2 separate regions of the Sus scrofa genome follow, and region 2 is linked to region 1. The links are chromatin contacts, called in public HiChIP or PLAC-seq maps. All regions are on one chromosome and are shown on one strand. Each heading gives the region's core, a stretch centred on a gene start, on an enhancer-like site or on the middle of the called end of the contact. The rest is flanking DNA. Distances are from core to core; before and after follow the strand shown.

Region 1 (4,490 bases), core at 853-3,352:
TCCCTAGATGAAAGAATGTTTATTTAGTTTACAGGTTTTTATTTAAGTATAGGGGAGGGGGGGATGTCTTCCACTTGTTGTGTTTTTGTGTATTGCACAGGGCAGTCCAGAAGGCTTGTTCCTGTCTTGATACTCTGTCTGTTAAAGAGATGCCCTCAAGGGAGAATTAAGGTCAGTCTTAGCAAGTTGTGGCCAAGCTAGCGGCACTACTTCTGCTTGGGTGTGGCACGCCCCTGCCTGACACCAAAGTCACCTCAACCATGTAGACTGATGATCATTCTGTGCCCTGCTGCTTCATGGGTGTGAAGTATGGAGCTTACACTGTGGGGATATGCAGGAGGTAGACAGATGCCACAGGCACAAGGTGCTGCTTTCTGGGGGCAGGTAGCTTGCAAACACAAAGGAGTCATATCTGAGTCACTGGGGAGCAGTGGAGATCTCTTGTGGAGCACTAGAGTTGAGAGGAGTGAAGCTGTCCCTCAGGTGTGGACGCTGGCCTAGTGGCAGTGGAGGGGCAGGGTCCTCTGTCCTGTCTGTTCCCTGGAGTGCTGGTCTGAACACTCATTCAGGTTTGCCTTAAATCATGCCACACATCATGCTTGTCAGACCTAAGCAAAAACATCCCAGCAGGGGACGCTGTAAGGGCCTAGATGAATCAGAACCGAAGCAAGCCCTAACAACTGGAGACCCCTGGGCATTTGCCAGTTAGTGGCCTGATTTTAAGGAGGCTACTGTCCATGAAAATGCGCAGGGGAAATAAAGCAGGGAAACAGCTCTATACCAGCCAATATAGCTGAAGAGCAGCCTGAATTTTGGTCTAGTTAAAGCACTAGGCAATTTTTCTTTTATATTTTCAAAACTCAAAAGGTACTATCATACTCTTCCCCCACACAAATAGGATATTCCTTTCTATACATTTTCATACCTACCCCCCTTTTTTGGATAAGATTTTAATTTTTTTCTATTATAGTTGATTTACAGTGTTTCTGTCAATTTCTGCTGTACAGCAGAGTGACTTAGTCATATTCATATGTATATATACATTCTTTTTCTCACATTATCCTCCATCACAAGTGACCAGATATAGTTCCCTGTGCTATCAGGATCTTATTGCTTACCCACTCCAACTGCAATAGTTTGCATCTACTATACCTACCATTATAATTTTTGTGTTCATATCTATCCTTCTAAAGAATGCTACTCTTGGTGATTTCAAAGGAATTTTGTGTCCTCATCCAATGAAGAATTAGCCCTTTTCTCACTAAAGAGAAAAAATATCCATTTAATTTTGGGTAGGCTATATCTTTAGTATATATCCTTCTATATCTTGCTCTCAAAATATTTAACGAAAAGTGTGTTGGATTCGTAATGTGTTTACCAGCTGATTCCAAATTTAAAAGCTTCTAGAGATTAGGGCCTAAGGGGTAGCTTTGAGTATTTTCCAAACTTCCATTTTAATCACCATGACTATCACAAGCAGATTTATTCATGCTAAATTGACTGATATTCCCAAAAATACTTCCCCAGACTTGAGGAATATCTTGCATTTAACTTGATTGTCTTATAAAACAAAGAATCTGATAACAGTAACATTCATATATTCTAACTATTTAATATCTGCTAGTTAATAAAATAAGACGACATTGTGTAAACCAGTGACTAATTCCTAGAAGTTCCAAGAAATACTTAGGGAAAAGACTGAAGAAAAGAACAGTTGGAATAAATACTAGAGGTGCAAACACTATGGCTTTCCTGTAAATTCTTGAAGTCAGTGTTAATTCAACAGATTTTTAATGACATTACTAAAGCAAGCATCACAGTACATGCTGGAAATACAAATAGGACAGGCAGAGATTATTGTAAAGATAAGAGGTTTACTGATGAGCTATTGTTGATACAATTGATAATAAAAAATGGAATGGAAAGGTTTTGCAGAGGAAATGGCTAGTCAAGATTTTGTGGGTTAAAGAATAAAATATCTGTATTTGCACAGAACCATTTTAAACCTACATCCTCTTTCTAATGATACATAATCTTATGCTAGGGCTGGTGTGTCAGTCACTAAGATTGAAATGTCTAGACGGGACTGATATTCTCAAGGTTCTTGGCAGAATGACTCACTTGGGTATGAAACCACATATACACAAAACATTCACACTTTGGAGTCTAAGGTGACAGTCTGGCATTTCTCGACATTTATAGTCTTAGAAGTGATTAACCACAGAATGGCAAGTTGCTATACATGGTAATCTGATAAAACAGCTAAGGATGATGCCCAGAAATTAAAATGAGTTTATGTCTATACCTTCTAGTTCAAACATCCTTTCCCACTGGTATGACTGTACTTCTAGTCAAAACAGTGCCTACCACTTTTAAAATGATTAAGTCACACAGTTGAATTTTTGGTTCACTTACTCTAGAGCTTGCAGTGTATAACCTCAAATTTAAATTTTTTCCTTTGCTAAAAAATGTATCTATAATTTAATTTAAGAGTTTAAAAAGAACTGGAGTAGAATCACCAACTCTACCAAAAGGAGTTCAGAAAAAATGAACCACCTATTAATATAAACACAAAGATGTTGTTTAACACTTAAAAACTCAATAGGTAAATGTAATCAAATACTATCAGGGAAATAAAAGGCATCTTAAGTTTACAGATAAGACCAAACAGTGTTCTATGAAGAAGTAGGGTATGGATTACAAATGGTAGAACTGGCACTTTGAAAGGCCAATATTTTGGATTAAAATCATTGCTGTGAACCGAAGTGCCATAAAGAAAATAAATAAACACAATGAAGCTCAAATGGGACATTTAAGTGCTAATACATTTGGTTCGAAACTTATATAAACTCAGATTTTACCTTTTGGATGCAGAAATTAATATGAACTTAATAGTAAAAGTAAACACTGTGTTTTTAGAACACCAGAAAATTAGGGAATGTAAATCTAGGGAATGTTACCTAGAAAGAAAATATGCAAACACAGAAAAAATAATCAAAAGGGCATTTTAGGAGTTCCTGCTGTTGCGCAGTGGGTTAATAATCCAGTGTTGCCACAGCTGTGGTGCAGGTTGCAGCTGCAGCTTAGATTTGATTCCAGGAACTTCCATATACCTTGGGTGTAGCTGAAAAAGAAAAAGGTGTGTGTGTGGGGGAAATTTAGAGCAGTAAAAATACTCTGTGTTATAGTGACGATACATTATCATTATACATTTGTTAAAATCCATAGGCTATACAACACCAAGAGGGAATGTTAAGGTAAACTATGGACTTTGGGTCATTATGATATGTCAATGTAGGTTTATCCTTGGGGAAAAAAAAAAATCTACCATTCTGGTAAGTGATGCAGATAATAGGGGTGGCTATGCATGTGTGGGGGCAGGAGGACATGGGGAATCTCTGTACCTCCCAATCTGCTCTTAAATAAAATTTTTTTGAAAGAAATGCTGTACAGTGGGAAAAAAAAGTGTGTGTGTGGAAATAATAATAATAAATAAATTTTTAAAAATTGGCAGTAGAATTTCAAAGGTCAAACAAACTTTAGTTTTCTTTTAAAAGAATTTCAAAAAGCATGGAAATATAATCTAGACATTTTCCCACTAGCATTGTATTATATGAGACTACATATAATGGATGTCACATTTAGAAAAATGTAATGTGCTTATGTTTTTTTACTTCCTTGTGAATAGCTGTTTCCCTAGACGGTCTTGGGAGTGAAGGGAGATGAGGAGAGTTGCAGCAGAAAGGTGAAAGAAAAGACAAATTTCCCAAAGGCAATATGTAGACAACAGTCTTGAAGCCAGACTTTGAGGACATTTTCTAAATTATTTTATTTCTCCTTTTAAAAAGTCTAAAAGCCAGCCTAGCAAAATTGACTATAAATAAAAAATAAAAAATAAAAAAAAAAGCTCTAGTCAAAAAGAAAGAGGAAGAGAGAAAATCTTTTTGGTCCCAAGGGTTGATAGGAAGAGAAAGGGAGGGGCAGGTAGAGGAAGGCAGAGAGGCACTTACAGCTAGAGTTCCCCTTTCCAGGCTCCAGTCCTAATGGGAGAAGGTGTCTGATATGAGCCAGGATGTCCTCAAAGGCTTTGTATTAATCTGGACCCAAAGTAGCAAATAACTTGCTGGTGGAGAGTCATTAGGCAGAGAGAAGACCTGAGTTGGGCTTCCTTCTATATCTACTTTCTGTATATTCCCTATCAGAACATCCTGCTTGTGTGCCTTGAGGGGGGCATGTGGAAGCAGAGTGAGGCTGGGAGCTGTTCCACGGAGCTCAATAGTCGAGGTTCAGTAGCTGTGTTGTCAAGTACCTGGAAGCTTATGGTGGGGCTGAGTCTGCGGGAAGACCACTATGCCTTGACCAAATTCAAGGTGTCCAGACCCCAAGTTCCACAGCAGATGCCTGAACACTGCTCAGTGCCCCTAGGCTCAGGCAGTAGACCATTCAGCTGCTTCTCAACACTGCTCAGTGCCCCTAGGCTCAGGCAGTAG
Region 2 (4,490 bases), core at 1,239-3,738, 370 kb before region 1:
TATGGCTCGGCACCCCCTCCCTTTCTGACCCCTAGGAGTCTTACTGTGCATGTGTAATTGGGGAGATCTCCTTAACTCCAGGAGTGATTGAAGTGGTCATATGGAAAATGAAACAAGGCCTAGAAGGAGACAGACTCTTTCTTAACAAACAGGACCATGTAAGGGATGAGTTCCCAAAGACAAAGATAGCCCCAAGGCCACTGACCACATGGATCAACAAAACAAACCGTGTCTATAAAAAAACATAAAAAAACACAAACACTCCCCTGTGGTGGGGGAGCCTGAGTCTCAAGGCTCCTCAGAGCTCCCAACCACTCTGTCGGTCAACAGACTCCTCTTGCAGTCTCATTGCTCTAGCCTCTGCCACAGCCACAGCAACGTGGGATCTGAGCCGGTCTGCAACCTACACCACAGCTCACGGCAACACTGGATCCTTAACCCACTGAGCAAGGCCAGGGGTCAATCCTGTAACCTCATGGTTCCTGGTCAGATTTGTTAATCACTGCACCACAAAGGGATCGCCTCTTCTTATCAATCTTATCTCTTCTAAGATTGTTAGACGATTTGTTCTTCCAACAATCTTATCCCTCTACTCCAGCTGAGCTCAGCTCCTTCAGCTGACATTTTCCTTGAGGTGTCAAAGAGAAACAAGGCCCAGTTTCCTTGGCCTAATAAGTCCCAGCTGTTCTCAGCCCAGGGGCCCATCTACCTCCTACCTCAATGAGGGTGACAAAACTATATTGTTGTCTCACCAGTCAATGCACAAAATGGAGACATCAGCTTGGTAATTGCATTTAGCAGAGAAAAACTAAAAAAGCCAAAGATAACTCTCTGTTGAGATTTTAGTTTCACTATTTCATAATGTATAATAGAGAACACTTTGTATACATTTATAAGAAAAGGTATCTTATGGATAACCAGATTGCTGTGAATTTCATTTAGCATTCTACAGATAACTGCATGTAAGGGCATTCTGTAAGCTTCCTTCTAAAGATATTACTGAGATGACATATGGCCTGGTGTGTTTGCATCCTTGCTTCTCAGAGTGTTAGGCATTAGTGTTTACTGTCTAAGGTCAGGTAGAGGATTTTAATGGGTTGGATTTTGACCAAAATTTATGTTTGGAGTCTTATCCCTAGGAACTCAACATGTCACTTTTCTTTTTTTTGGAGATAGCATCTTTATAGAGGTAACCAAGCAAAAGTGAGGTCATTAAGGTAGGCTCTCATCCAGCATGCCTGTTGTCCTGGTAAGAAGGGGAAACTTGGACAAAGGGATACACATAGAGGGAAGATGATATGAAGAGACAAGGAGAAGATGGCCATTACAAACCAGGTGGAGAGACCTGAAATGGAGCCTTCCCTCACAGCCCTCAGAAGGAACCAGCCCTGCCAACAACTTCATCTCAGACTTTAGCCTCAAAAACTGGGAGACAATAAATTTCTGTTTTAGGCTGCCCATTTTCTGGTGCTTTGTATTAGGAAACTAATACAAGCATTTATTCAGGAGTATGCATTATAAACTGACTTAGGAGGAGGAAGAACCATGTAAGGAACAGTAAGGTGCCAGGAAAGTTCGTGGACACTGTTAGCTTGGGAGATAGGGTGGCAATGGGTTCTTGTTTTTATCCTGTTTGTGGGTGGAACAGGGCAGGGCATCAGGCCTAGCCTCAGGTTCACTAAGACCTTACTAATTTTTGCTCATCTGATTGGGAAGGATTTAGAAGAAGTAGAATAAGACTTGAATTTTCTGTGTGAGTTGTGAGGGGATATGATGGCTTCAAAAGAGATTACTTGGAGTGCATAGAGGGTTTGGAAGAAAAACACGTAAATACTCTAAATTTGGCCATTGGCATTTAAGAAACTTAACATCGTGTTGCGGAAGGGTTATTTTATACTCCGCTGATCTGAAGGATTCTGAGACGTATGGAACGTGTATAAATCTTACTTTAATTAAATGCTTAGGAACGTCTAAAGGTCTACTCTATTTCTTTGCTCCTTTGTCTCTCGTTCTCTCTGAATTATGGGGGTGACAGTGCAGATTTTTTTGATCCCTGACTCATCCTTTTACCTACTTGCTCTGGTGTTTATATGAAAATATTTCCTGCAGTTGAAAGGGTAACTGTTCTAATGTTCAAGACGAAGAAGGAGGTCCAAATGTTAGCTCTCAAACAGTGAGACCTTATTAAGAGTGGAAGTAAAAAGCCCCCAGACACTCATTGAGGGAGCACAGGAGGGGCCCCAGGCCTGTCAACAATCAGTTACAACTGAGGCCCTTCCCACTCCTCTGGCCAGGGTCTAATTTAAATCTCAGTTGGCTGGAACTTCTTGATTTGATTACACCAGTTCCCAGGCTGTGAGGAGTTAAGCCAAAAAGGTTTTCATTAATTTGCCTTCTCCCTAAAGATTTGAGACTTGCTGTTTCAAAGAAAGCGAGATACCACAATGAGCCAACTATTTGGTGAGAAGTTTCTCCTCTGGGAGAAAGGCGTTTGCTCAGATTCCAGCCTTTCAAATGTCAAATGTTACTCATCCCTGCTTTGGCTCTTGCAAGCCTGTGTAGTTCCTTCTTTTTTCTTTTAATTGGAGTATGTTTTCTTCTACTAGTAGCTCAGGGAACTTTTACTTGCTGTTGGAAATCTAACCCTGGTACACGAAAAGTATGACTAATCCTACTTACTGGAATTTCAGTGTTTTCATCAAGGCCGCAGTTTCCATTTCCAATTTTACATAATAAGGGAAACACACCAACTGGCAAACACTCTTTTTGTCGGTTGGTGTACATCAAAATATCTCCTGTGTTATAATTGAAAGGAAAGTTTCATAATGGAGATTTTTTTTTTTTTTTGCAATTGAAGGAAAACTGTCTGCAAGTATATTTAAAGAAAGGGTAGCTCATGAGATGAGTACCCAGTTAAGATGTTTACTCAATGAAGTAGTTAAACTTTTCAGCTGCTTTTTAATTGTCTGTACAGCAGGATATTAGGTTATTTTTAGGCAGAAAGAGTGGTATATACACTGAGTCATGGCCAGTGGAAGGATTTTAGAACAACATACAAATGCTCATGCCATTAAAATGACTTAGTTAAGCCATCATTGTGATGGCCATTGGAAAGATGAAAGAATATCAGCTAACGCAAACCAAATTTTTGTCTTCATCGAAGCCATCATTTATTACTTCGTTATGGATATCTGGAATGCCATTGGAAAGATCTCCTATCAGGAAGGTCTAGTGGAAATGGCTTAAGATTTACCAGGCAGCTCCTTTAAGGCAAAATCTGACTAAAGGGAATAGAGAAAGACCTTGGAATGGCCTGAGATTTTCAAATCTTTCTTCTCTAAAGAATCACCTGGAGTTATTGAAAATATAGATTCTCCAGATCCCATTCTGCAAATTTCTGGTTAAGTGGGCCAATGTGTATATACATTTCTTGGCAGATTACTCTAGGCACAGTTAGGATAGGGAACCTCTGCCAGTTTGGGTAACTGCAGCAATGAAGTAATGATGGCTTAACTAAGTCATTTTAATGGCATGAGCATTTCTATGTTGTTCTAAAATCTTTCCATTGGCCATGACTCAGTGTATATACCATTCCTTCTGCCTAAAAATAACCTAATATCCTGCTGTGCAATCACCTGTGTAGGGTCTGATGAATTTTTTTTTTTTTCTTTTTAGGGCTGTACCCACAGCCTGTGTTCCCAGGCTAGGGGTTGAATCAGAGCTACAGCTGCTGGCCTACACCACAGCCAAAGTAGCATAGGATCCAAGCCGAATCTACGACCTACACTGCAGCTCACGGCAACGGTGGATCCCCAACTCACTGAGCAAGGCCAGGGATTAAACCTTCATCCTCATGGATACTAGTCAGATTTGATTCCACAGAGCCACATTGGGAACTCTCAGGCTGGTGAATTTAATAAGGCAAAACTTTTTGCCTTTTTTTTGAATCAGTAGATGAACCCCAATCGCCTGTTTTTCCTATCACTTCTTTGAATCATTGTGGAGTCATTTGTATGTCAATTGATAAGCAGTCAACTGGAATCTTCCTTGGAAAAACAATGTGCTAGACCTGGGTGGGTATCAGAAATATGTGCAGAGTTACTGGAAACTATTTTCTTTGGACCGTCTGAATTGTAATCTCAGGGAGGGGTCTAGACCTCCATTCTTATATAGGCTTTAGAGATGATTTTGAAAAGCAGTTGATTTTGAGAATCTGAGTTCTACTAATGGGGAGAAGTGCTGATTACTGCTGTTGGGTACTAACTGAAGGTGAACTGCCTACACAGAAATCATATTAATTTGATTATCATGATTAAAACTATTTATTTTGCTGTTTTATGATTAACTTGTGCATTTGATCAATAGATGATCCTAAGTCCCATTGAGAAGGGCAGGAGAGATCTTTAACACTTGAAGCTCTCAGATACAGCTGCAGGTGAATCTGGAAGTATGGGTAGAATCTGAATAGGTAGTGGAGTTGAGAGCAGAGA

The links. HiChIP or PLAC-seq counts read pairs in DNA pulled down with a chosen protein or histone mark.
Region 2: an H3K27ac HiChIP or PLAC-seq map of alveolar macrophages shows a contact between it and region 1. The contact joins two enhancer-like sites. A contact is called at or near these places in 1 of 47 Hi-C or Micro-C datasets (embryonic fibroblasts) and 1 of 2 datasets of contacts at active chromatin or transcription factors (alveolar macrophages).

Annotation. Positions count from the first base shown.
Region 1 is chr9:86,479,748-86,484,237 of Sscrofa11.1, reverse strand. No RefSeq gene overlaps it. Among named protein-coding and RNA genes, the nearest start is that of AHR, 30 kb to the left of the region's middle. Within about 2 kb of position 2,102, at least 4 of the 83 cell types and tissues checked have an H3K27ac peak or open chromatin away from gene starts, as enhancers often do. A contact at or near this core is called in alveolar macrophages, where this site is marked.
Region 2 is chr9:86,852,174-86,856,663 of Sscrofa11.1, reverse strand. All of the region lies in intron 1 of LOC110255481 (a long non-coding RNA gene), which reads left to right. Among named protein-coding and RNA genes, the nearest start is that of SNX13, 230 kb to the left of the region's middle. Within about 2 kb of position 2,488, at least 9 of the 83 cell types and tissues checked have an H3K27ac peak or open chromatin away from gene starts, as enhancers often do. A contact at or near this core is called in alveolar macrophages, where this site is marked.